5 separate regions of the Mus musculus genome follow, and regions 2, 3, 4 and 5 are each linked to region 1. Evidence: chromatin contacts called from public promoter capture Hi-C data. All regions are on one chromosome and are shown on one strand. Each heading gives the region's core, a stretch centred on a gene start, on an enhancer-like site or on the middle of the called end of the contact. The rest is flanking DNA. Distances are from core to core; before and after follow the strand shown. Region 1 holds the start of Cep104 (centrosomal protein 104). Region 2 holds the start of Thap3 (THAP domain containing, apoptosis associated protein 3). Region 3 holds the start of Ube2j2 (ubiquitin-conjugating enzyme E2J 2). Region 4 holds the start of Ccnl2 (cyclin L2). Region 5 holds the start of Rer1 (retention in endoplasmic reticulum sorting receptor 1).

Region 1 (4,998 bases), core at 1,621-4,120:
AGACAGTGTATGTATACAGACGCACCAGGGCAGAAGGGAGCACAGCTGGGCCGAGAGCCTGACTCTGGACATTTCCAAATTTAATTCAAGAACTAGCTGGACCAGGATCATTTGCAGGCTCCCAGATCCCTACAGTATGTGGAAAACCACCCAGAGAAGCCCAATAGAGCATCTTGCTGGGTCACCTCCCCTCCCCTTCCAGAATGGCACAAGTAGTTGTCATTTCCCCCCTGGATCTGGAAAATCAAGCTGGGCAAGGATGGGCTCTGGCCCTTAGTGGGGGCATGGGGCAGGCAGCAGGGACAGCCTCTCCTCCCCCCCCCCCCCAGTCCTAGTGAGGGAAGGCAAACACTGCTTATTCTAACGCAGAGACTGCTGCAAGCTAAGTTGCCAAGCTGAGGAGAGATATGGCCAAGCTTGAGGGAGCTTGAGGAAGAACAACCGGCTGAAAAATTCTTTCACTGTGACTTTTCAGGGAATGGCCCTGTATCCTACCTCTCACCCTTGTCATCTGGAGGATGTGATGCTGTGATCCTAGCTCACCCCTCTCATCTGGAGGTTGTGGTGCTGTGATGTCTGCTTTACTGCCCCCTGCTCTCCATGTTGAAAAACAATAGAGTGAGCTTGGCTATGGCAACTCTGTACTTCCCTCCAACCCTGGCTGGGGCCTGCTGGGGCAAGCTTTCCTAGGCTTGGACAGTCCATGAATCCCATACCCCTACACAGTGAGGTTTATGAATGGGAACATACGTATGTGTTGCCCAGAAGAAACTCAACCTCAGGACTATCTAGAGACCACAGCAAAGGAGATTTCTCCCCACAGAGGCTCCTAGCACTGGAATCCAGAGCTGCCGAGGCCAACAGCAGTGGAGGGCCTGCCCAAGTGGAGCTAACTTTGGGCGGCAGCACTGACAGAGAGCAGCAACACACAGGTCCTCAGATGTGATCATACTGAGAGCCCAAAGTGCTTATGGCCCCTTGGTTACTTCTTAGTTACCAAGCCAATCAAACACTTGCTAAGCAAGATGCTGAAGTAAACCATCAGAAGAAAAACCACTGCTCCTAACACGGAACAAAGAAGTCCATTGGAAGTTTCTTGGAATAAGATACAACATTGAAATACTCTATAGACTCTGACATCCAAACTATCCCACAGGAAATCCGGCTCATGTGAACACACTTGATGTGTAATCTAGATCTTTCTCTTCCACTGGATTTGAAAAGGACCATCCCAAGAATCAATGCCTGTCTGGCATTTGCTGGTGTTTTGGGGTATGTATGTATTAAATTATTAAGAGTTAGAATGGCAAGTCACTGTTAAAGATGCTACATGAGTTCCCTGTGGCTGTAACGGCAGCAGAGTAGAGGAGACTGACCCAGAAAATAGCGGAGAGCAGTGATAAGCATAGCTGGGTGACTTGGCATGCTTCTCCTTTAATCTGTGAGGCTACACTCCTAGTTCACACAGGTTCTGAACCCCGAGCTGATCTCCCTCAACCACCATCCTCCCCTTTAGCACAAGAGGGCAGCACGGTATGAAGGATTACTGGATTCCACCCTTCTTCCTTATCTCTATTCCAGATGGGTACAACTGCCCGTTCAACCTATGCTCCTGTCAAGACAAACATTCTTTAAATCCAACTTTGATCACCCCTCTCCAGGTCTTAATTTTAAAACCCTAGGCAGCCCCATTGTAGGAGTAGAAGTGCTAATTATGACCGGACACCTTGTTTCCCCAGTCTCCATTCTTGTCTTGGATTTTTTTTTTGTTTGTTTTTATTTTTGGGACAGAGTCTCTTATTTAGGCCTGACTGGCCTAGAACTTGTTATGTAGTCTAGACTGGCCTCAAACTCACAGAGATTCTCCTGCCTCTGCATCCCAAGTACTAGGATTAAAGGTATGTGACACTATGCCCGGTTATGACTTGAATTCTAGAGAATAGTCAAATCTAACGAACTTCTCCAGTGCCTTGACCAGACCCTGTGTCTTCAAGAGCCCGTGTCAGGTGTGGTAGTGCATGCCTTTGATCCCAGAACTTGGAGGATCTCGGAGTTTGAGGTCAGTATGGTCTATATGTAGTAGTTCTAGGGCTACACAGTGAGACAGTCTCAAAAAAAAAAAAAAAAAAACAAAAACCAAAAAACAAGCAAGCAAACAAACAAACAAACAAAAATCAGGTCTGTCTACCTCGTCTCTGTGGTGCATAGAACAGAATGTTAACAGCAGATACAAGTGTATGCCCAATAAAACTAAAACAAAGTACGGGTACTGAAGATCCCTGCAGGAGGGCTGTGGGGGCAGCGTGGCCAAAACACTGGGGCCTCAATAAGGACATCTACAAAATGTACATTTTCAGCCGATGCACTCACTGGAGCCCTTCCACCTCCTGTTCCTTCCCGCCTCACAAAGCCCACCACAGATCTGGATCTGTGCAATGCTGTGTTACTAGCTGGTTACCACAGGCGGCTGGTGTTCCAGCTGCCACTAGGGCAGCCACAGCCAGCAGTGTCAATTGACATTTACCCTAGCATTGCTTATAAACTAAGCCCCAACTCTTCTATTTTTGGTTATGAACTTACCCTGTCATCTTTCCAACCAGAAACCCGAACTCAATGTAGCAACTTCCAAACATTTTGTTACAAGGATATGAAAAGTGTTTCCAGTTTTCTTTTCAAGAAAACGTAAATGTTACAATATTAAGTAATGATCTGGGGCCAAGTAATTTTAAGGACTGAGAGTGCTTTAGAGAATCTTAACGCTTAAAAAGCACAACAAACCAAACCCAGCGAACAAACAAAACCCCCAAACGACACGGATCGAAGTGTAGCCTACCCGGAGCCAGAGCTACAGTCTTTAGTCTCGTGGCAACTGCTCCTGTTCAGTAACGCATGCAGACGAGGACAAGGCGGGGCTCGAATCCGATTCCGGACACGAAGGCTGAGATGCGCTGCAGGGAGGCCTGGAACAGGCACTGGCCGCGCAGTCCCTCCAAGGCCAGGTGTCAGGGAGCCTCCGCCCCGGGTGCCTGCCGAAGACCGAGGCCACGCAGGGTCACAGAGCGCCGCGGAAACGACCAGGCGGGGCCGCTGCGATGTCGGCCTCCGCTATCTTCGGAGGGGTCTCGGTCCAGCCGCCCCCACCCCGGGCCTCTGAGGAGGGCAGCAGAGGAGCAGCCCGGGCTGCCTCTGCCCAGGGCCCGGGCCGCAGCTGCGCTCCCATAGCAACCAGGCCGGCCCGCGCGGTACGCCTGCGCGTCCGCCCGCCGGCGCCTGCGTGCGCATCCAGGCCTCGAGGATTCTGGCTGGGGACAGGTCCTGCAGTCGGACGTTTCCGGTTGCACCTACCTACGTAGAGAAAAGAGTTCCGGGCCGCGTCTACGCACCACAGTTCCGGGCAGGAACGTTACAAGTCCAGTGTCGCTACGGTACCGCAGCCCTGCAATGTGCGCGGTGCTCCGCCAACCCAAATGCGTCAAGTTGCGAGCCCTACATAGCGCCTGCAAGTTCGGCGTGGCGGCCCGGAGCTGCCAGGAGCTGCTGCGTAAGGGCTGCGTCCGCTTCCAGGTGGGTCTTGCATTCCGGGCAAGCACTGCGCGGCGGGCACCTTGGCTTCCACCCCTACGATTTCCATCCTCTTGGGTGGGCTTGGACAGGCGCTAGGCTTCTACAGTACGCAGAGCTGGCTGTCTGGAAGCCAAGACTGTTGTGGGACAAGCTGATCTTCTTGTCCTCCAGCTCCCGATGCCCGGTTCCCGGCTGTGCCTGTACGAAGATGGCACGGAGGTGACGGACGACTGCTTCCCGGGCCTTCCCAACGACGCTGAGCTCCTATTGCTCACCGCTGGCGAGACCTGGCATGGCTGTGAGTAGGAACACTTTGGAGATGGGAGGGACCTACACGGTTTAAAGCCTCGTCGAGGGGCCCGGGCAGGAACCCAGAAGATCTGGTTAAAGGCTCTGAATGCCAAAAGCTTTTGCTGAAGAACTTTGATTTTAATTTTGAAACTGCCAAGGGCAAGGGAAGGATTGAGACTGGGGTCGGTGCTGCTGTGCTGTGCTGTGCTGTGCTGTGGTGTGCTGTGCTGTGCTGTGGTGTGCTGTGCTGTGCTGTGCTGTGCTGTGCTGTGCTGTGCTGTGGTGTGCTGTGCTGTGCTGTGGTGTGCTGTGCTGTGCTGTGCTGTGGTGTGCTGTGCTGTGCTGTGCTGTGCTGGGTTGGGCTGGGCTGGGCTGGGCAGGGCAGGGCAGGGCAGGGCAGGGCAGGGCAGGGCAGGGCAGGGCAGGGCAGGGCAGGTCTTGGTTCCATTCACTGTTGCTCCGGGCTGTACTTCGACCAGTGTGCTGAAATGCTCTCAGGTATCATGGTTTTCATTCAGGCTATTCTAGGTAGGTGTGATGACAGATCATTGTAGTCTTAATCCGAATTTCCCTGGTGGCTAATGGGATTGGGTATTATCTTCCTATTTACCACTTGAAGGCACTCTTCAGAGAAGCGATTCTTCGCGTTTTTTGTGTTTCTTAGTCGGATTTATAAAGCTGTTTAAATATTTAGCCCCCCCCCCCTCCAGAATATCTTGGTTATGACTTCGATGTAAGATAGTGTGGTTTTCAAATATCTCCCGCTGTGTAGCTTTTCACTGTCTTTATTGAAACTGAGCTCCAACCACATAGCTAACCGGCCTTGCTCTTTCCATGCTCTGTACTAGAGCAAAAGGTTCAGATTTGCAAGGGAAATGGGGAGGACAAGGCTACATGTGGCCGAGGCTGGTCTAAAACTTGTGATTCTCCTGCCTCTACTTCCCAACTGCTCACATTCCAAGCTCGTGCCCCCAAAACCAGCTTCCAGAGTTCTGACCTTGATAGATCCAGATGATCACTTCATGGTGCATTTGCTCCAGGAACCTCTTGTCAAGTTCTGGCTGTCTGAGGTTTCTTCCTGCAATTTCTGCATCCTTTGGTATCACAAGAACTTACTTCTTCAGCTTGTTAATAACACAGTGG
Region 2 (4,998 bases), core at 825-3,324, 2.0 Mb after region 1:
GTGGGGGGGCAGTGGTTCTTTGGGTTTTCACGGTTGGTTTAAAGGGACAATGTGTAGCCGCCTTTCCACAGAGTGAGGGTTGGGGTGGAGGTGTTCTGTGTTCATAACTCAGTTTCTTGTTTTGCACGATGTAAAAAACAAAAAGCATATTTTTTTCCCCACAATACAGCCCAAAGTATTTGCCACTGTTACACTGGGTGTCCCAGCTCTGCTGGTGGTGCCCAGTCCAGTAACAGTCCACAGAAGACACTGTCCTTGGGCCCTGTGTGCTGTTCTTCAGATAATGGGTGAAAAGAATGGGCATTCTGCCTTCCATACAGGTTCCTGGGGCAAGGCAAGGTCTGAGTGCTAGAGCACCAGCTTGCAGAGTTTCAGAGGTGTGAACCAGAGCCCTGGTCTGAGTGAGGGCTGGCTCAGCTCCTGGACACTGGTGGTCCTGGGGCAGAGGGAAAGGAGGAAGAGGGCGTTGGCTCTCAAACCAGCATCTCCAGTGCTCATTCTTTCTCCGTAGTGTTTCCTACCCAGTTGTCACGCGTATTCTTTGTTAGCCTGAGACAGAGCAGAGTGGCCAGTGTGTCACCTTTCTTCCCCTTCCTGGAGTACCTTTGTAAGGTCACAGGCATTCTCCCACATTGTCTTAAGCACCAAAGGAGCTCAGAGTGTAGACTGTAACTTGGCAAATCAGAGCCTTTTTTTAAAAAAAAAAATAATAGCATCTTTCTCACTCACCCAGTTTAACTTTCTTTCTTTTTTTAAATCCTGTTGCTCATATTAAAGTAGAAGTACTGCTGAGCTCTGTAGATTGTGCAGACCTCAAGGGGAGAGCTCTTCTAAAGAGAAGCTGTGATAGAAACAGTCTTGCCCCCAGGCTATTGTGTGGCTCTGATGGGACAAATACCCAGGACAAGTTAGAGGAATTTGCCAAAGACCTGCCCCATGACAGTTGTTGTCCAGTGTCTTCACCCTGAGAATAACCAAAGTTGCAGTAGTTTTTTTTTCTTTTTAAGTGCATTTAAGAATATGTGTGGTTTTGTTGTGGAACAGTGGAGCTGGCCATTATTACATGTGCTCAGAGATCAATGCCTCTGGAATACATTTGACATCTGTTTGTGTTTGCTTGCTTTGTTTTTAAGGGGATCTTTCCCTGTGGGTGGTGTCAGAATTTGGACACCTTGGTTTGGGGGTAGGTTGAGCTGGGCAGCTGCAATCAGCTTGTTTATGCAAACTGGGCGTGAGCCTCTCTGGGCTCCTGGTTGATGGCTAATGCTGGGAGGGAAGGGTCAGCCCCAAGTAGACCCTTCCCGTGGGCTTTGGCCAGGCCAGACACAACATCGTTTACATGTTCTGTGTAATTATAAAGTTTATGTGTATAAAGCAAGCTGTTTCTGTGAAACTGTATATTTTGTAAATAAAGATATTGCTACTTTGAGGTCTGTGCCTCCTTAGGTGTCCTGTGCTGAAAAAGGCTGTGGGTCTCCCCAGTTGCTTGTCAGATGGCGGATCTGGCAGAGCTGAACTGATGATGAAAAGGGACCATGACCCCTGCTCCACTTATCCAGTTAGCTCTCAAACCCAGTGTGCACTTTTGAAAGGCTTCCCTTTCCCTCAATTCCTGTCACACTTGTCTGTTCAGGTGTGCCGGCCACCCCTACCCTCTACCCCGCACTTGTCTGAGCTTTCAAAGCCACAGCCATTAGGGCCCTTTGAAGTTCGGACTGGTGAGGTGAGTCCAGTGCTAGGCATCTTCTGTCTGTATAGTGACCAGCTGGGTACCTCCCTTGGGATCCAAACCTTGTCTGAAGCTGAGATGAATGAAGTGTGAGTTCAAGGCCAGGCAGGCTCTGTACCTGTCTGTAACGGACAAACCCAGCCCTGCAAGCCAGAAACTTAGCTGAGTTAGGAGTCGACGCTTTTTTAGTCCAGGTTTCCAAAGTTGTTTACTTGGGCACAAGTTGTAGGAGGTATTCCTCAGCTCTAACTTCTTTAGGGAGCAGAGCAAGTCCTGCTCTGGCGCCCCGAGCCTGCGGACCCCGCCCCTCAGGCTCCGCCCCCCGAGGCCGCCGAGCCGCCATCTTTTTTAGGGGCAGTGGGCCCATCTCCGAGATGCCGAAGTCTTGCGCGGCCCGGCAATGCTGCAACCGCTACAGCAGCCGCAGGAAGCAGCTCACCTTCCACCGGTGAGGGATGGGGAAGCCGGGACCCGACCCTACGGAACGCTCGCGGGTCTCGGTGCACTGGGCGGGAGCTCCGGGAGGCCCAGGCCAGGGTTTGCAGGCGAGGTGGACCGGGACTGCGTAGAGGGGCCGGGCCGGGCGCGGGCGATGCTCCTGCGCGCGGCCTCACAGCCTGACCCCGCCGCCCCCTCCTCGCCTGGAAGCAGTAGGTGCTCAGTGCAAACTAGATGGGCGTGAGTGGCACCTGGCCGTGTCCCTGCTCTGGCCCCTTGCGCCTGCGTCACCTCGCGGGAGGCCTGGAGGAATGAGTGCTCCCAGGATGGCCGGGCCTCATGGCAGGGATTTCGGCTGTGGGAAGGTGGGAGATCCCCGGTTCTGCAGCCCTGGGACCCCTTTTCCCCAGCAAGACTCGTGCTGAGCCCTTTCTAGGGAAGCACCCTTCAACTGCTCCGGCTTCGAGCGATGTCTGTGCCTTCAGGGCTCAGTTCCTGGCAGCCCGCACCCTGTACACTTTGAATGTTTCTGCTGAAGAGTAGCAACCATAGAAAAATACACACATCAGTTGGCAGCCCACAGACGTCTCCGCTGGCATCCACTTACAGTCTTTTCTCCCACCAGCCCACAGGGATAGCTTGCATGTGGGCTGCGTGGCTGTGGCGAGGTTTGAACCTTAAGAAATGGAATCTCTCTCTCTCTTCCTTCCGGGCCCTGCGAGAGTCATCCTTGCCCCACAAGCACTATTCTGCATAGTATTCCATTGACCACGAGCCAGGATGTGTGCTCTGCATGGAAGGGCCTCCGGGTGGCTGCATGGGTAGTTATCAGGTATCTGAGTTGCCAGAAACTCGGGGGAACACTCACCTCTGCCCGCTCTCATTCTTTGTTTTTAAGTTAAATTCATTTGTGTGTAGAAGAATCCTCCACCCTCTTGCCATGTCTCCCATGGGATGGATGGTCAGAGGACAGTTTCTTTCCTGTTTTGTGGGGCCACAGGGATTTTGCCAGGTGTCTTATCTATTTTAATAGCCACCTCCTCCATTGAGACCAGGCCCTTTTCTGTAGTTCTGACTGAAGTCAGTGAATAGAGCTATGTACCCAAAACTGGCTTTGAACACTCAAAAAAAAAAAAAAAAAAAAAAAACACCCCCTCCCTTAATGCATGCTGGCATCCTGTCTGGGAGACTTTTATATTTTACTTTGTGTTGGAGATGGAGCTCAGGCCTTCCAGAGTAGTGGGTAGGCAGGTGCTCTACACACCTTGACTTTTTTTTTGGTTTTGTTTTTTCGAGACAGGGTTTCTCTGTGTAGCCCTGGCTGTCCTGGAACTCACTCTGTAGACCAGGCTGGCCTCGAACTCAGAAATCCACCTGCCTTTGCCTTCTGAGTACTGGGATTAAAGGCATGAGCCACCACGCCTGGCCACACCTCCGAATTTTTAAACTTTTTTGTTTTGTTTTTCAAGATAGGATTTCTCTGTGTAGACCAGGCTGACCTTGAACTCACAGAGATCTGCCAGCCTCTGCCTCCAGAGTGTTGAGATTAAAGGCGTGTGCCACCACTTAAGTGTTTATGGCACAATCACCACATGTCCTGGTAGGCTTCCTGAGGACAGTTTAGATCTGTGTGTACCCCGTGCTTTGACATCTCTCCTGTGCCCTCCCGTCTGCCTTCTGACTCTATCCTTGCTTCAGGCTAGTGTTGCTTCTGTTAATTCGAGAGGGCTGGTCTTGTGTAGCCCAGGCTGGCTTATGAACTGGACCCTTCCAGGTATCCACCACTGTGCCCCACCCAGGTCTTGCTTATAGGTCTGTGTCATCTATCCGGCTTTGTCTTAAAAGAACTCTCAATAGCTTTTGACTAGGCAGTTCTCTTCCCACTCCCTGGGCGCATCCTGACCTTTGTCCCACATCTCCCCCGTCAGTCTCCATCCCAGAGTCCTCTCTACTTCCTACACTGAGTGCTGGCATGCTCAAGATGGAGCCGTTCAGGGCTTCTCCCTAGTGCTGAGATCGCCGAGGCTGGCAGGCTCTGTAGGGACATCCCCGGGCATAGGTGCCCATCTGCCACTCTGAGCTCTGCCAGTCTGAAGAGCACCTTGAACTTGACACCTAACGCATCAAACTTGTGTTCACCCAGGCCTGGACCTCCGAGGACTCTCCTGTCCTTCTCCTCCTCCTCCTCCTCTTCCTCCTCCTCCCCCTCCCTTCCTCCTCAGGGACCTGGAACCATGGAGCTCCTTCCCTTCTCTTCTCTCATCATCCTCGAGCAAACCTCGACACTTGGCTTTTGCTTTTTCCTTCTTCCTTTCTTCCTGCCCTCCCTCTCCCCTCCCTCCTCCTCTTCTCTCGACAAGTTCCCCACTCCAGGCTCTGCTGTGCTGGAGCTCACTCTGTAGACCAGGCTGGTCTCAGTGTTGGAATTGAAGGCGTATTATTCTGTAACCTAGGCTGCCCTTGAACTCACTTCAGTCCTTCTCCTCCTCCAGAACCTCCAATGATGCCCCTGCTACCTAAATCAAGCCCTGGGTGTGTCTTATGGCCCTTCTTCCTCCAGGTGCCCCAGCCAGACCGACATCTTTGTCCCCTGCCCCCACCCATCCTTTGTAAAGGCCGGGTCTTATTTCTCACTTGCTGCCGGGTCTGTTCAAACGTCATCCTGGCCGGCCCTCATTACCTACCACAGGGCTTCTTCCTGTTGTTTTCACCTGCTCCGCCCGCCCTCACAGCCCAACCCTCTCAGTGTGGCTTGCTCCTGTCTGAGGTGCAGGCTCCTGAGGAGCAGGAACTTGGTCCTATCCACTGCCACCGTCTGGCAGGAAAGCAGA
Region 3 (4,998 bases), core at 1,701-4,200, 2.0 Mb before region 1:
TGCACTTTAAGCGTCCACTCCCCACCAGACAGCAGATGGTAACAGCTTTTTTTTTCTGCCAAACCCTTAAAAAAATAAACCCACCTACACCTTGTTTTCATAGCACCTAACAAAACCCAACCTTCTCAGCCCAATACGGCCTGGTGGAAAATACACCTACATCCTTCCCTACCTATTCTGAGCTACATCCATCAGGGACCTCTCTGATTTCCCTAGTCAAATGCCTCCTTTCCTGCCCTTTACTACCTCACAACCACACCACCACCACCACCACCACCACCACCACCACCACCAACCACCACCACCACCCCCCCCCCATGGTCTAAGAGTATAGTGTACAAAAACCTTTCTGGCAGAATCAAGGGCTTTTGCCTGATGCATCCAAGAATGCTCACACCAGGAACAAGGTTACAGTCCAGCATGGCCAAGAAATGCTTCCAGAAAGCATTGTCCCCAAGTTCTTAGCTTCAGAAGCCATGTGGGCCAGAGAGCTCAACTTGCCCAGCACCTAGTAAGAAACAAAGCAATATCCAATGATCCACAAGCAGAACTACAAGCCTTCACCCCTAAAGTTAATACTCCAACATGTAAAAAATAACTTCATTGAGTAATTCCAACACAACTGTATTTGGCTTGAGCTAAGTGACCAGACAGGTTAGTAGTGGACACACACAGGAAACTAGCAGTTAGTTGTGCCAGGCTATAGTTGTGCTTGCCTGACATGCATGAAGACCTGGGTTTAATTCCTGGCACCACATAAGCAAAGCATGGTTGGTGTTTATCTATAATCCTAGTAGGTAGACACAGATGATCGTTAAGTTATATAGCCTGATAGCCTGGAATACATACATTTTCCTGTCTTTCTTTTTTTCTTTTCTTTTTCTTTTTTTTGTTTTTTTCGAGACAGGGTTTCTCTGTGTAGCTCTGGCTGTCCTGGAACTCACTCTGTAGACCAGGCTGGCCTCGAACTCAGAAATCCACCTGCCTCTGCCTCCCAAGTGCTGGGATTAAAGGCGTGTGCCACCACGCCCGACTCTGTCTTTCTTTTTTTTTTTTTGAAGATCCTGTCTTAAAAAAATAGTTTAGTGCACATTTTCAATCCTGGCACTTGGGAGGCAGAGACAGGCATATCTTTGTGAGTTCAAGGCCAGCCTTGTCTACAGAGAGAAGTCCAGGAGAGCTGGGGTTACATAAACTTATTTTTTAAAAAATTCTGCCTAGTCAACCACAGGAGGAAATTCTTTCTCATACTTGCTTTTAACTTTTTTTTTTTTTTTTGAGACAAGGTCTCAGTGCCTATGTCCTGTGTAAACCAGGCTGACCTCAAACTCAAAGATCCTTCTGCCTCTGCTTCCCAAGTGCTGACGTTCAAGGCATCCAACACTATGATCAGCTTTAACTTCTGTTTTTTTCTTTCAGCATTGGAAATTAAACCTAGAGCCTCTCGAGGAGTAGGCAAGTATTCTATCACTAGGCTGCATCTCCTGCCTCAAACTTGCTGTTAAGCATATAACACCATACTTATGATTCACTATCTGCTGCCCTATCTGCTCCTCGTCTGCCTCAATCGGAACAGCAGTATCTTTCGTGACTCTCCTAGGGGATGGAAGGTGACAGAAGCAGCCACTCACTGGCAGCAGAAGAGTCTCTTGTCAGTCCCTCATCACCGTGCCAAGGTGGTAGTTCTTTTTCCTTTTGGACATCTCTCTCCCACAACACTCCACACAGGTTAGGTGACGGTGGGGAATTAAGACCTTGGCCTGACAGATGGTCAGAAGGGCACATGACACACCCAAGGCCAGGATTTTCAGGGAGTTTTACCTTCTCCAGGATTACTCCACGGGCTGAAGGAAGCCAGAAGCTCACAATAAACAGCCTTAGCACCACTTTCTCACACACACCGAGAACTGAACTGACGCCGAGTACAGGAAGACAATGATGTTGCAGAGGACTGACTCCAAGTTCTAGGAACCTAGACCTATCTCCGGCTGAAGATCATACGCGGGACTTTATAATGAAATACAATCCTAAAATCCTTTTTCCCCCCCCATTACACACACCTGGCCATGAATAAAGCCCTGTATCACTACTTGCAGAAAGGTACATTCTTATGCACTTGTTAGCTTACAGTGAACTCTGCTCTTTTCTCTTCCTGGTCTATCTGGATCTGATGACGTTGAGAGCTTGACTGAGGTTAAACACACAGCTAAGTGATGATGTCCACTAAGAAGGAAGTGAGGTCACTGGCTGAGAGTCCGCAGTTAGCAGAGGTGGAGAATAAGCATCGGCCGTCCTCACCCCGACCCCCGAAACGGGCCCAAGCCCCACTCTTACTGCCCAAGGTTTTGTTGCATTACCCTCAAGGGCGTAACCGCGGACACGCTCGCCCCTGTTGGGGTCTATTAAGCAGCCTGGGGTTCTAACTGATCGCGATGAAAGGGGGCCACTCAACGGCTACCACCCCACAACAAACTCACGGGATACGTTTTTTTAAAGATCAAACCTGGCTCCTCCTCGGAGTCTTCCGAGCGTCCGTGAGAGAATCCGCCGCGCGGCAAACAAAACCCCTAACCCGCCCCCGACAGGAACCCCGAGCGCCCTCAGTAACCGACCTCGGGTCCGGGCACAGCCGGCGACGTAACCAACGGGACCCGACGTGTGGCGTCCCCGCGTCCCCGCCCGCCGCTGCAGCCGGCTCCGGCGGGGCGAACGAGCGGCCCGAGGCCCCGCGCAGCCCGCGAGCGCTCACCTCTCCCTGAGGCCGCGGCCGCGTTCAGGTTCGCCGTGGTCGAGGCCAGAGCAGGGTGCGGAAGAGTGGGGCCCGCGCCGTGAGCCGCACCCGCGCTGGGACTCGGCCCACCGCACCCGCCGCAAGCAGCCTCGCCGCCGCTACCGCCGCTCAGCCTCCAAGATGGCCGCTCCGGGGACGGCCTAGGCCCGCTTCCGCTTCCGCTTCCGGTGCGCTGTCCGCGGGTGGAAGCGCTCCGCTAGGCAGCTTGGTGGAGGCTCCACTGTCAGTTCCTAGCTGGCTCAGGTCAGTCTCGGGTTTTTGGCTAATGGTTGTGTCCGGCTACTGCGCAAAGGGTTGCTGACGCGTGCGCACTAGAGAATAGCTCGGGGGAGGGGGTTGTGGCTCCTGTGTCGGGAAACTGGGCTAGACACTCCCAAGACTTCGTACTGTCTGGCCGGCACTCCAGGAACCAGTAAGTGGCTGCAGAAATCCCGCAGTGCTCCCGACCCCAAATCAGGGCCAGTCAGGGAGGCCAGCCCCAGAGAAAAGATGACCCATGAGTTCACAACGAATTAGGGCCACCGGCCACCTTCTGGCCCAGGATGCACTCTTGTCTGCTCTAAACACAGTTAAATTCCGAGCTGGAGGTTCACTCAGTTCTCCCTCGCTGCCCCTATAGCCACGAAGATCCCCGTGTACGGAGCCAATGATGGGCATAGGCGTATCCCGCACTCCAAGCCCGCGGCAGACCCCCAGCCCCGGGAACAGCCGTCCTCATAAAAAGAGTCCCTGTGTTTCCGCACCAAGTTTCCCAATCAGTTCTTGAATACCATCTTTATGCTCGAGGACATTGCTCTAAGACGGGTTTCCCCTCTCCCTCCGCCTCCTTCCTGGCCCTGGGGAGGGGAGGCGGTACAGCTTGGTCTTTTGGCCAGACTATCTGGCTGGTGCTGAGACAGGAGGCTGCCAGTAGGGATGTTCTAAATACTAGTTTGGGCCCTGACAGCTGGAGAATCTGGGCTGAGGAGGCTGATAGAGATCCAGACTTCTCCAGCTCTCCCTGCACACACTGCTGCCTCACTGTTGCATTCCTAGAATCGAATGCTAAAGTTTGTTCTTATGTTGGTGAGATAACATCACACACACACACACACACACACACACACACACACACACACACACACACCCTGCGTCCTTGACCCAGCACCTTCCCTTCATTTGCCTGTGAACTCTGTGTACAGGTTCCAGAAAGCCAAGTCAGATGTGGTAGGTGTCAGTATTCCGGGTTACAACACACTGGAAGAGAGACACTGCAGGATGAATTAAGGATTCTTAGCAGCAGGAGGCTCAGCCTTTGCAGGACTGAATCCAGAATCCACATTGCAAAGCCTATATATTGTTACACAACAGGCATTTTTAGACCCGGGCGGTGGTGGCGCATGCCTTTGATCCCAGCACTGGGAAGGCAGAGGCAGGCGGATTTCTGAGTTCAGTCTACAAGGTGAGTTCCAGGACAGCCAGGGCTACACAGAGAAACCCTGTCTTGGAAAAAAAAAAAAAAAGGCATCTTTAGCAAGTCAATTTGTGCGTACAAATTGAAGTAGTCTGAAGGAACTATAGAGAGAATGTCTTGTGAACTTCATGGAAGCATCATCTGTCAATAAAAAAAGCCTATGACAATGACCTGAGGCAGGGAAAAGAAGGTAGCAGTCCAGGAGGGGGGGGGAGTCAGGCAAAGAAGATCGCCCCATCCCACATGAAGAGGACGGTCACATGAAACTGAAGGAATGGTTAACTAGCCACATGGCAGGACTTAGACTATTCTAAATGAGATAATTGAGTTATGAGCTGGCGGAAACTAGCCAAAGCTATTGGCTTAGGCATATATTCATTATTCATATATAAGAGTCTCAGAGTCCATTATTTGGACTTGGACAGGGGTGGAAAGGCTATGGTCATGAGGAACCATTGCCTAAACAATTCCCAGCCTTAAGACATTTCCTGGTTTGCCAGTTATGTCTCCGGACTATGTTATGCAAAGGCTCTGAGCCCTTTGGAAGAGCTACCCCATAAACCTCATATAATAACCACTGACTATTTACAAAAGACTAATTCAAAGCCTAAGTATTCATGCCAGATACAATGGCTCTGCTAAAATTCTGCTACAAGTGGTGCTTGGAGTGTGCCAAGGATGCAAGTTTGGGCTGCAAAGCAGAGGCAGTTACTTACCGGGCTGTTTCAGTGACATTACAGTGCCTGGCCAACCA
Region 4 (4,998 bases), core at 693-3,192, 1.8 Mb before region 1:
GACTGTTTCAGAATAAAGCAAACACCAAAGGGCTCCTGTGAAGGAGCAGAAAGTCTGGGACAAGGTCTAGGTGCACTGCTATACTATTAGGGATATTTGTTTTCTGGTTCTGTTGGTCCGTGTGGATGTTTTAGCTGGGGGCTGCTGTAGTCAGTTGTCTCCTTCTCCTTCTACAACGTGGGACTTCAGTATCAAATCCAGGCTCTCAGGCTTGCCAACAGGTTCCTTAACTAACTAAACCATTTAATCAACCCAGTGTGTTTGTTCTTTAAATTTTGTACAACATTTGTTTGGTATGTGGGTTGTGCCTATGGAGGTCAGAGGACAACTTGCTGGAGTCAATTCTCCTCCTACCATGTTGATCCCAAAACTAAATACAGGTTGTCAGGCTTGGTGACAAATGTGGTTCACACACGTAAGGAAGATTTAGATGGGATTGCTAAGAGGTTAAGACTGCTACACAGCTAGACCAGATATCAAAAAAGACAGCTGTCTAGGGGTATTTCTGTTACAAATGGTTTCTGGCAAGGAAAGGCCAGGAATATTGATCGACATATTACAATGACACTAGAACAAAGAATGGCCAGTTCAGACACTAACAGCGCTGAGGGTGAGAACCAGGGACCTGGTGCTCAGAGGTTCTCAGCAGAACCATGGAACAAACAGGACAATAGGGTGGTGAGCTGATGTGGTCATACAGGAATTGTTTCAGCAGGGCTAGGACAGCCAGCTATCCTGGTTATTGTACCCCCCTACCAACTGCCCCAAGACAGCATCTAGGGCACATGCGAACAATCTACTGTAAATTCACAGGTTGGTATTAACAATGACAGACATTAGGACAGCTCTGCAAAGGACTCACTTTTTCTCTCTCAGATGCCGAAGGCGATGGAATACATTGATGACATCCCTGATTCGTCTCGGAGCCTCTTCTATTTTGGAAGCCAGGTGAACACAAGCCATGGACACATGCTGAAATGTACATTGTGACACGGGTGTTTTTCCCCCCAACTTGAGAACCTTCCAAGGCATTAAAACTATTAGAAACAACCAGAAGATACAGAGACAGACAGGCCTCTAGGGAAAGAGCTGTGTAGACTTTGCAGGACAGAATTCAGCTAAGCACTGGGCAGAACAGGCCAGGTTTCATCCCAATTCATTTCTCCGAGAAAACAGAAAGAAGCCTACCTCCATGGAATGTTTCACGAAGGACTTAGTGTAAAAGAACCGCTGGAACAGCACCTGCCCTGTAGCCATGGCCACCTAGGGACAGAGAGGGTTCCATCACGTTTGAATGCAGGACTCACGCTTGTCCCGGCTACAATGTCTTGTGTGATTTCCCCCCAGGACAAATAGCCACGACAGTTTCCATTTCCCCCAAAGGGTTTGGGTCTCGCGAGGCTTTCTTGGGGGTAAAAGGGCTTCGGCTCCGGCGGAGGGGGAAGGGGAAGGGGAAGGGATGGCGGGTGCGGGTTATTTCAAGGCTGCGGAGCGCACAGGCTCGGACCTCGTCGCCTGGGTCCGGTGAGCTCCGGGCCGGGGGCCGGGACGACAACAAAGGCCCGGCCCTCGGCCCTCGGCCGGCGAACGGCCCCTGCAGAGCTCGCGGCCCGGCCCTTACCTGCGGCAGGCGGAGCAGGATGCCGGCTGCCTGGATGAGCTCGCAGCCCACGACGCGGAGTCCCGTCTCCGTATCGACGTCGAGGCCGCTCGACATGGACGGCGTGAAGCGGAGCTTGTCGTCGGGCAGCAGGCAGTTTTCCAAGGTGATGAGCACGCCCGAGTAGAGCCTGTCGCCGATCAGCACCCCCTGAGACCCCGGGGCCGCTCCCGCCGAGCCGGAAGAGCAGGCCGCCGACGCCGGAGCCATCAACCCCGCAGCCCCGGCCGCCGCCGCCGCCATTTTGTGCCGCCGACTCTTCTCGGGCCCTTCCCGTCAGGGCGGCTGCTCGAGACGATCGTGGCCGCCCCGCCCCGCCCCCTCCCATTGGCTGAACGTCACCGCTGTCTCGACGCCGTTGGCCGTACGACCAGTCCGTCAGTGTCGCGTCAGGCACCGACGCCGGAAGCACCCACGGGTGGGGCTGCTCGTTACCCACTTGGCTCCGCGGCCTGGCCCGAACCGGAACTCCTGCCTGGCAAAAGGGGTTCTAGAAGGGCGCCTTTCTTTGGGGGTTGGGACAGAACAACTTTTCTCCCACAGTCCCACGTGCACGACGTTACACCGCGACTTAGTTCGGAGTCTTTAGTTCTCAGCCCTCCCTTCCGTCCTCGGGCTCTGGAACAGCTGTGGGGTGGATCTGCCAGCATTAAAAGGGCAGATGTGCCTTTAATCCCAGCACTTAGGCAGGCGGATCTGTGTGGGTTCAAGGTCAGCCTTCTCTCTACAGCTAGAGTTCCAGGACAGCCATGGCTGAGAAACTTTGTCGCAAAAATAAATAAAATACTAAACAAAAAAGTGCAGATGAAGGGTCTGGAGAGATGGCTCAGCAGTTCAGAGAACTGACTGCTCTTGCAGAGGTCCTGAGTTCCAGCTACGACATCATGGCTTGCAGCCATCTATCTGTGATTGAATCTGATATCCTCTTCTCTCATTCAGGCACAAATGCAAACAGAGCACTCATATACACAATCTTTTCTTAAAGGGGACCCCCAATAATCTACTGCAGCAAATACAGGCCAAAAAAATGGCTTGGGGACCTTGAAGATCAAGGTGAAACGGCTTGTAGTAGACCCTACAGACAATATTAATATTCCTGACTCCAGTCCTGGCCTGCTTAGTTTCACCCAAAACAGTGCTGCTGCCACTACACAATAGATGTTTCCTGTCACTGCTCAGTTATCTCAAGCTTTTGATAAGATTTCAGCCAGGTTCGGTGAAACGGAAAATTGGGAGGACATGGGAGTTTAAGGAGATCCCTGTATAACTCTGATTCAGGTATGGTGAACAGCCAACAAGGTTGCCAAAAGTCAGTATTCCATAGTCCAGCTGTAGTGGGGTGATTGGATTCCACTCCTAAGCAGACCCCACAAAGATCTCATCAGTCCTCTCACTGTAATGGCCACGCTGCTACTGTCTGTCCGTCTGTCCCACCCCTAGGCTGCAGCTCTAAAGTAGGCACAATTGTCATTGCCTGGTCTGCCCATTCCCTAAGCTGAAACTGAACCAAGAATTAGAAAAGACTGTTGGCTCTAGTCACTCAACCCAGACTCTGGTTCTAGAGATGACTATTACATCCATCAGGAAGAGAAACCTATATTGGAGAGGGATGCTTGGTTACAACTCAACAGTGATTTGCAGTATCTTGTCTTTTTTGTGTGAAGTAGAAAACAAAGCTCAGTGATGGGGCCACATGGATGTGTATCTTCTCCAATATCAATAGCAAGTGGCTAATGAGTAATATATGTGCAACATTCTGGCAAAGTGTTAAGCATATTGTATGCAAGACACCAACCTAGTACAGTGACGTTTAGGCTGATGAAAAAGTCAAAAAAGCCTTGTAGGAATCCTCAGGAAAGAGAAGCCAAACTTAAGCTTGCCTGCAGTGGTGAGAGGACAGATCTTTAGGGACTGGGAACATTACGGAGTTGTAAGCTTCTGTAGTATGTGTGAAGCCTTGTGTTTAGTACCCTGAATCCCAGAAACTAGACATGGCCAGTACATACCTATAATCCCAGCACGTGAGAAGTAGAGGCAGGAAATCAGGAACTTAGAATCACTCTTGAGGTACGTGAAATTGTCAAAAGCAACACAAATTATAGGAGGGAAATTAGGACTTGATAAGTTATATATTGTGCTAGAAGTGTGCATTGAGTCTGAGGGAAGAGCTCAGAATGACTCGTAAGCAACTGATGGCCTAAGATGAGGAATGGTGTCACTATAATCCAGCATGGTTCCAACTGGAGGCAGAGACAGGCATTTATGGCTTCTGGAGCAAAGGGCTCAACAAAGTAGACGTGGGCCTTTCTTTTATAAATGTGACTGGCAATTAAGAATTTCCCCAAAGATAAAACATTTAATCATGAAGAAGAAACTAGTCCAGACAAAGAATGCTCTTAAAGGAAGCAAAACACTCCATCCAGCAGGTAAACTTTTTAAGATACAAGTAGCTAGGCATGGTGGCATATGCCTATAATCCCAACACTCAGGACGCAGAGGCAGGCTGAGTGCAAAAGTAGCCTGATCTGGATACTCTGTGTGTGTGTGTGTGTGTGTGTGTGTGTGTGTGTGTGTGTGTGTTTAAAGGTTAATAAACCTGGGCAGTGGTGGCGCACGCCTTTAATCCCAGCACTTGGGAGGCAGAGGCAGACGGATTTCTGAGTTCAAGGCCAGCCTGGTCTACAAAGTGAGTTCCAGGACAGCCAGGGCTACACAGAGAAACCCTGTCTCGAAAAACCAAAAAAAAAAAAAAAAAAAAAAAAAAAAGGTTAATACAATAACTTCAGGATGTTTCTGAAACTGACATGGTTTATTAGGTACCCTCCCCAAGCATGTCATGTAAGAACTATTAAGGGACTCTCAAACAAGCCAAGGTGCTTGGAAGAGATACTCTTGAACCCACGGGACTACCTGTAAGCTTGCAGTGCACTTCAGTTTTCAATCTGTGGTGTGCTTTTGGGTCATTTCTGCTCTCTTAAATAATCCTGATAAACTCACCAATTGGACCTAAGTAGTATCCTTACTTTGGTCAGTCAATGGTTCCCTCTCTGAGGTGAGTACCTTTTTGTTCACATCTCAGGAATACTGTCTTAGCTAGAAGAGAGAATAGAATAAGTCAAGGAAAAGGGTTATTGTCAGCGTCTGCTGGGTTTTGTTTCCAGGAAATGGCTTTGGTGAGAGTTACTAGGGTGAGATCAAATGTAGACCAATTATGGGAAGCAAGCAGTGGACACAAGAATGAAGGTAAGGGAGTACAAACTATAGAATTTGATGGAGGCATGGAAATTAGGTGTTTAAGAGATGGCAGTCTTTGGGTGAAGCAGGACCCCAAGAGGACA
Region 5 (4,998 bases), core at 1,754-4,253, 1.1 Mb before region 1:
AGGCTGGGCCAGTCTGGGCAACACAGTGGAAACTCATACAGACAAAGCAATACATTCCTGACAACCATAGAGGCATGAGCTGTGCACATGAACCTTGTCTGTCCTCCATCCACACGAGGACAAAGGACACATGCGTGTGTGCCCATGCACGACAATGCCCATGGAGACCGGAGGTTGGTGTCAGGTTCCCTGGAGCTAGAGTTATGGGTTTTTGTGAGCTACCTGATGTAGGTGCTGGGAACTGAACTCTGGTCCTCTGCAAGAGCAGCAAGCACTCTTTTGAGCCATCTTTCTGGCCCCTGGAGAACACATTCTTAAAAGTGGGTGACTCTTCAAGTAGCTCTGACAACAGTGCCTGCTTACAGAAGACAAATCCTTAATGGTGGTGAAAAAATGAGAAACATCGTTGTGATAAAAACACCAAGCAAAAGCTGAAAGATGCTAAGAATACAGCCTGCCAGTGAGGCACTTGCCTCATTCGTACAGGCTCTGGGGTCACAAGAAAACAACAACAACAAATTATTAAGACAATATTGGTAAAGGCTGGGTGCAGTGGTGCATTTTGGAGGCCAAAGCAAAAGGATTACAGGTTCAAGGCCAGCCTGGGCTATATATCTAGCAAGACGGTGTCTCAAAAACCTAAACCAAAACAACAAAAAGATACATAAAAGAAAATGAGAAAGATTCTGATAGCCAGCAGATACGATGAACCTTCTTGTTTATGGAGCAGGTAGAGTCTAGACAACGGAAAGTCTAGACTCAGTACTTCTTTGGTGCGTGTGTCTCTGTGTGTGTGTGTCTATGCAAGGACCATTCCAGGGCATGCTCATTTTGTACTTTTTCCCTCTATTGCCAAGGTTTCCTAAAAATCTGGTTCTTTCTTTCTTTCTTTCTTTCTTTCTTTCTTTCTTTCTTTCTTTCTACTTTTTGGCTTTCTGAGACAAGGTTTCTCTATGTAGCTCTGGCTGTCTTGAAACTCACTCTGTATTAAGACTGGCCCTGGGCTGGTGAGATGGCTCAGTGGGTAAGAGCACCCAACTGCTCTTCCAAAGGTCCGGAGTTCAAATCCCAGCAACCACATGGTGGCTCACAACCATCTGTAACGAGATCTGACACCGTCTTCTGGTGTGTCTGAAGACAGCTACAGTGTACTTATATATAATAAATAAATAAATCTTAAAAAAAAAAAAAAAAAGACTGGCCCTGAACTGAAGAGATCCCCCTGCCTCTGCCTCCGGAGTTGATTTCTTTCTTATTAGAAACAAAGCCTGATACCTCGCTTCCATTAACTCTAGCTTGGGAAAACACAGCAGAGCCTCCATGTTGTAAGAGAGGCAACAGGAGGCAGCCTATTAAGAACACAGCTGCCTTTCCCCAGGAATCAACAGATTCAATAATGTCTCACAGCAAAACCTCCACATCGCCTGGCCTTTGTCTGGTGGTATATTCTATAAACTGGAATGCTCACAGACACGAGAGAACAGGGTTCTTTCGTGCCCATGTTTACCTTTTTTTTTTTTTTTTTTTTTTTTGAATACAGAGACACTAAGGCTGATGATTAGAGGCCTGGATGTCCAATAACAAGCATGCAGGACGCCATGATGGTGTTTGTGTGTGACACTCTGGGTCTACTGCCCCACTCTTTCCCTCCCACCAATAGTTCCACCACCCACCAGCATGTGATGACCTCCAAGCCTACAAGAATTGGTCTTACATTGGTTCCACCATGACTGGGTCCAAGTGGTAGTCCCAGTGTGCAGGCGCAGTACCAGGCTATGCTTGGTACAAGACTGACTGCCTCCCACACCTTTTCTCAGGAATCTGGCTCTGGAATGAGCTCTGCAATGATCACAGGCTTCTTACCGTGTTTCTTGCCTCCCTTCCATTCTCCTTCATAGCGGAAGAAAGAATTTGGGTATACATATACGCCATAGCCTGTGTTCGGAAAAGAAGATGAACATAGCAATGGTTTGCCATCAACAGACACAGAGATGGGGCAGCTCAGGGTCTGGAGTAGTCTGCAGGTCATTTCTCATCAGTCTCTTGAACATGACAGGATGGTTAATTGCTCAAGATGGGTGCTCCCTCTCCCTTGCTTGGGTTTTGTTACATGGATAGTACTGAGGGAAAGGCAGGCCTGGCCAGAGGAGGGCTAAGACAAAAGCTGATTGTAGGCTCTTTAAGAGGAGGCGGTGAGGGCACGGAAGCAGTCAACAAGCTCCGTGAGGATACAGCAAAGAGCCCACCCTGCCAGGACCGTCACTATCCTCCTGTCCCCACGGGACAAAAATCCACACTCACTCCTAATTACTCCTGGCTGCCTCATCTTTTATCACGCAGCCAGCTCTGAGACATCACACCCAACACCCATCTCTCAGTTCCTGAGATGGATAAGCAACCCCACTGCTTTCTTGCCAGCAAGTCGCAGCCTGGGACGGGAAGACAGTGGCACTAGCATGGACTCTGACCTCATATCGATCCTGTTTCTCCGGTTTTAGAACAACTTTTCATCAGACTGCATTGGGCGAACCTCGTGTGCTCACCCAGCCAGCCTGACCTCAGCTCTACCTGCCCCCCCTGACGCAGGGTCGGCTGGCCGTGAGCCTGCAGCCTGGACCACGCCTGTGGAGCACGCGAACGCGACGGAGCTCCAGCGGGGAGACGCAGCCCGTACCGTTTCGCGGCGGCAGTCTCGGCGAGTGCCGACGCGGCTGGAGCGAAGCCTGGTAGGGATCGCCAGCTGCCTCCATCTTGCCGCCAAAGTTTCCCTAGCAACCATAAAGCTGCCTTCCATTGGCCTCCGGTTGCCATGGGGCGTGGCCAGGAGACCATAACATCCGAAGCAGCGGCGCCGGATCCGGAGCCTGAGGACGTCAATGCGCCTGTGCACCACGGCACGTTTCCGCCAACCCCGTCCTTCCGCCGGGAAGCGCTCCCGCCAACGGCCTCTGCGTCCATACCGGAAGCGGAAATGGTTGGAGCTTGGGCCCCGCCCCGCGGCCATCTTGGCGGCTGGAGGCGCCGCGGGACGGAACGGAAGTGCCTGTGCAGCTTCCCGGATCCGGAGCCGAGCTCTGGCGGCCGCCCTGCCCGCCATCCTCCTTCCGCAGCCGTGAGGGAGACCGCGGCTCGGCTGCACCGGAGCTGCGAGGTGCTGGGGGTGGGCTGGTGGCGCGGACCTGGTCGGGCGGCACACCACCGCCTTCCTCTGGGCTGTCAAGGCCACGGGCGAGCCGGCGGGCGGCGGGCGGGCGGGGCCGGGCAGCGCCTTTGAGCCTGGCGAGGGGTTGCCAGGGGCGGGCCGATCTCCGAGAGGGGTGCGCGAGGGGACTGCTGAGCGCTGCCCGCCGCGGCTCGCGCGCCGCCCCGACCCCCCGGCCCCAGGTCGTGGAGGAAGGTGGCCTGTTGTTGCCTGCACAGATCCAGGCGGCATGTGTTAGGTGTCCTCTTGCTACCCCACTACCGTGTTCAGTTTCGGGGCACACGTGTAGGAATTAAGCCCGAGCGCGAAGACAGTTACTGAATGGATCGAAGGGGTGCTGGTTAAATGGGTCTAGATTATATGGTGACATTAAGGCAGTAAAATGTCCAGCCCTCCAGGCTGTACTTCCAGCGTGGAGCAGATAAGGCTACATTGTCTCCCTTAGCAGGGTATCAGTGCAAGAGGGCTTCATACTTCCACATTGAGAACCCCCAGTGGCTTTTCTTTCTTAGTTCTTAATAACAGATACTATCCAGGAGGTGGTGGTGCACGCCTTTATGTGAGGCAGAGGCTGTGAGTTTGAGGCTAGCCTGGTCTACATGGAGCAACCCTGTTGGGGGCGGGGGGAAGACTTAGAGACTAGTTATACGTCTTGGAACTGCCTGTTTTTTTGATGTGAGTTTTTTTTTTTTTTTTAACCCTCATTAAGGTGCTCAGAAGAGCATCAGTAAACCCATACTCAGCCCCTTAGATCCAGGTTGTGTGTTGGGGAACTGGTTGCGGTGGAGGTAGAACATAGAGAAAGGGCTGGGGATGATCCAAGATGATCATTTCCCACCCCACCCCCAAAGGTGAGAGGGGCCCAGAGAGGGAAGGACTCAGAGGGGCAGGGTCTGGAAGGGTTGACAGGGAACAACTCTTGAGGCATGCAGGTGCAAGAGGCAGCGACCCCCAGATGCTGTGCAGAGCGCTTTCTTCTCTGTGGTGTATTACTAATTTAGGAGTGATGGATTGCAGAAACTAGACAAATGATGGGCTCCAGAACACGGGGGTAATGTTCTGTGTGTGGTACTTGTCCCCCTTAGAACAGTTTTTGTCTTGTTTTTTTTTTTTTTGTGACAGAGCATAGAGCAATTTCAGTAGATATGTGACAAGCACTGTAGGTCGTGAGGCCCATCCTAAAACAAATCAAGGTCCCTCAGGGAGGAGCGTGCATTCCGGTGAGAGGAGATTGAGAGATTACTAGAAAGGGATTGGAAAACAGTTGTTACAGAAAATGCAAACAGTGACGTGACATGGAAACGTGGAAACGGTGGTCATTGTGGACAGCATGGAGGGCCTCTCTGACCTTTAGTCTGAATGGAGAGAAGAGGATTGCAGCTAGAACAGCTGGTATGAGGGCTGCCCTAACCCAGGAACAAGTCTGAAACATTGAGGGCTGGCACTTGGTTCACCACAGGCTGCCGGTAGATCCTCATGAGAACCCTTTGAGGAAGGCACTGAGGTGCTCGCCCCGTTTTCCAGGTCCGAACCCCAGGCATTCCTCAGTGGCTGTCCCAGATCACACTGCTAGGAAGTGCAGTGCTGGGATTTGAAGCCGGCAGTGGGACTCCAAAGTTCACATTCTTAATCTCTATGCTGCCTCTCTCGGGTTGTTATTGGCAGTGAGTTTAATCAAGATGTAGAGCAATGTTTGTCTGATAATCAAAACTTGACTAATGTGTTCTAGGTAGGCTTTCTACGCATCATCTGAAACAGAGTTTTAAGATCAGCTTAGAGTACAGACTTTAAAGGAG

Evidence for each region. Promoter capture Hi-C pulls out the DNA fragments that hold promoters and counts their contacts. Capture Hi-C pulls out chosen DNA fragments and counts their contacts.
Region 2: a contact with region 1 is called in a promoter capture Hi-C map of pre-B cells, with 4 times the contacts expected there. The contact joins the promoter of Thap3 here to the promoter of Cep104 in region 1. A contact is called at or near these places in 2 of 39 promoter capture datasets (liver and pre-B cells), 2 of 115 datasets of contacts at active chromatin or transcription factors (astrocytes and large pre-B cells) and 2 of 9 other capture datasets (adipose tissue and macrophages).
Region 3: a contact with region 1 is called in a promoter capture Hi-C map of adipose tissue, with 2.6 times the contacts expected there. The contact joins the promoter of Ube2j2 here to the promoter of Cep104 in region 1. A contact is called at or near these places in 1 of 39 promoter capture datasets (cranial neural crest) and 1 of 9 other capture datasets (adipose tissue).
Region 4: a contact with region 1 is called in a promoter capture Hi-C map of pre-B cells, with 4 times the contacts expected there. The contact joins the promoter of Ccnl2 here to the promoter of Cep104 in region 1. A contact is called at or near these places in 2 of 39 promoter capture datasets (cranial neural crest and pre-B cells) and 1 of 115 datasets of contacts at active chromatin or transcription factors (fetal liver).
Region 5: a promoter capture Hi-C map of neural stem cells shows a contact between it and region 1. The contact joins the promoter of Rer1 here to the promoter of Cep104 in region 1. A contact is called at or near these places in 3 of 39 promoter capture datasets (hippocampal neurons, neural stem cells and pre-B cells), 1 of 15 datasets of contacts at CTCF or cohesin (large pre-B cells) and 1 of 115 datasets of contacts at active chromatin or transcription factors (large pre-B cells).

What each region holds. Positions count from the first base shown.
Region 1 is chr4:153,973,433-153,978,430 of GRCm38.p6, reverse strand. It overlaps Cep104 (centrosomal protein 104), which reads right to left and starts at 2,870. Exons shown (of 22, transcript NM_177673.2): 1 at 2,834-2,870. It overlaps Dffb (DNA fragmentation factor, beta subunit), which reads left to right and starts at 3,350. Exons shown (of 7, transcript NM_007859.4): 1 at 3,350-3,564; 2 at 3,736-3,862. The coding sequence starts at 3,442.
Region 2 is chr4:151,986,062-151,991,059 of GRCm38.p6, reverse strand. It overlaps Thap3 (THAP domain containing, apoptosis associated protein 3), which reads left to right and starts at 2,074. Exons shown (of 4, transcript NM_175152.4): 1 at 2,074-2,177. The coding sequence starts at 2,104. It overlaps Phf13 (PHD finger protein 13), which reads left to right. Exons shown (of 4, transcript NM_172705.2): 4 at 1-1,429.
Region 3 is chr4:155,941,765-155,946,762 of GRCm38.p6, reverse strand. It overlaps Ube2j2 (ubiquitin-conjugating enzyme E2J 2), which reads right to left and starts at 2,950. Exons shown (of 8, transcript NM_021402.6): 1 at 2,613-2,950; 2 at 346-508. The coding sequence starts at 381.
Region 4 is chr4:155,809,433-155,814,430 of GRCm38.p6, reverse strand. Ccnl2 (cyclin L2) reads right to left here and starts at 1,942. Exons shown (of 11, transcript NM_207678.1): 1 at 1,622-1,942; 2 at 1,189-1,263; 3 at 863-972. The coding sequence starts at 1,903.
Region 5 is chr4:155,084,358-155,089,355 of GRCm38.p6, reverse strand. Rer1 (retention in endoplasmic reticulum sorting receptor 1) reads left to right here and starts at 3,003. Exons shown (of 7, transcript NM_026395.2): 1 at 3,003-3,151. Morn1 (MORN repeat containing 1) reads right to left here and starts at 2,779. Exons shown (of 14, transcript NM_001081100.1): 1 at 2,675-2,779; 2 at 1,864-1,935. The coding sequence starts at 2,750.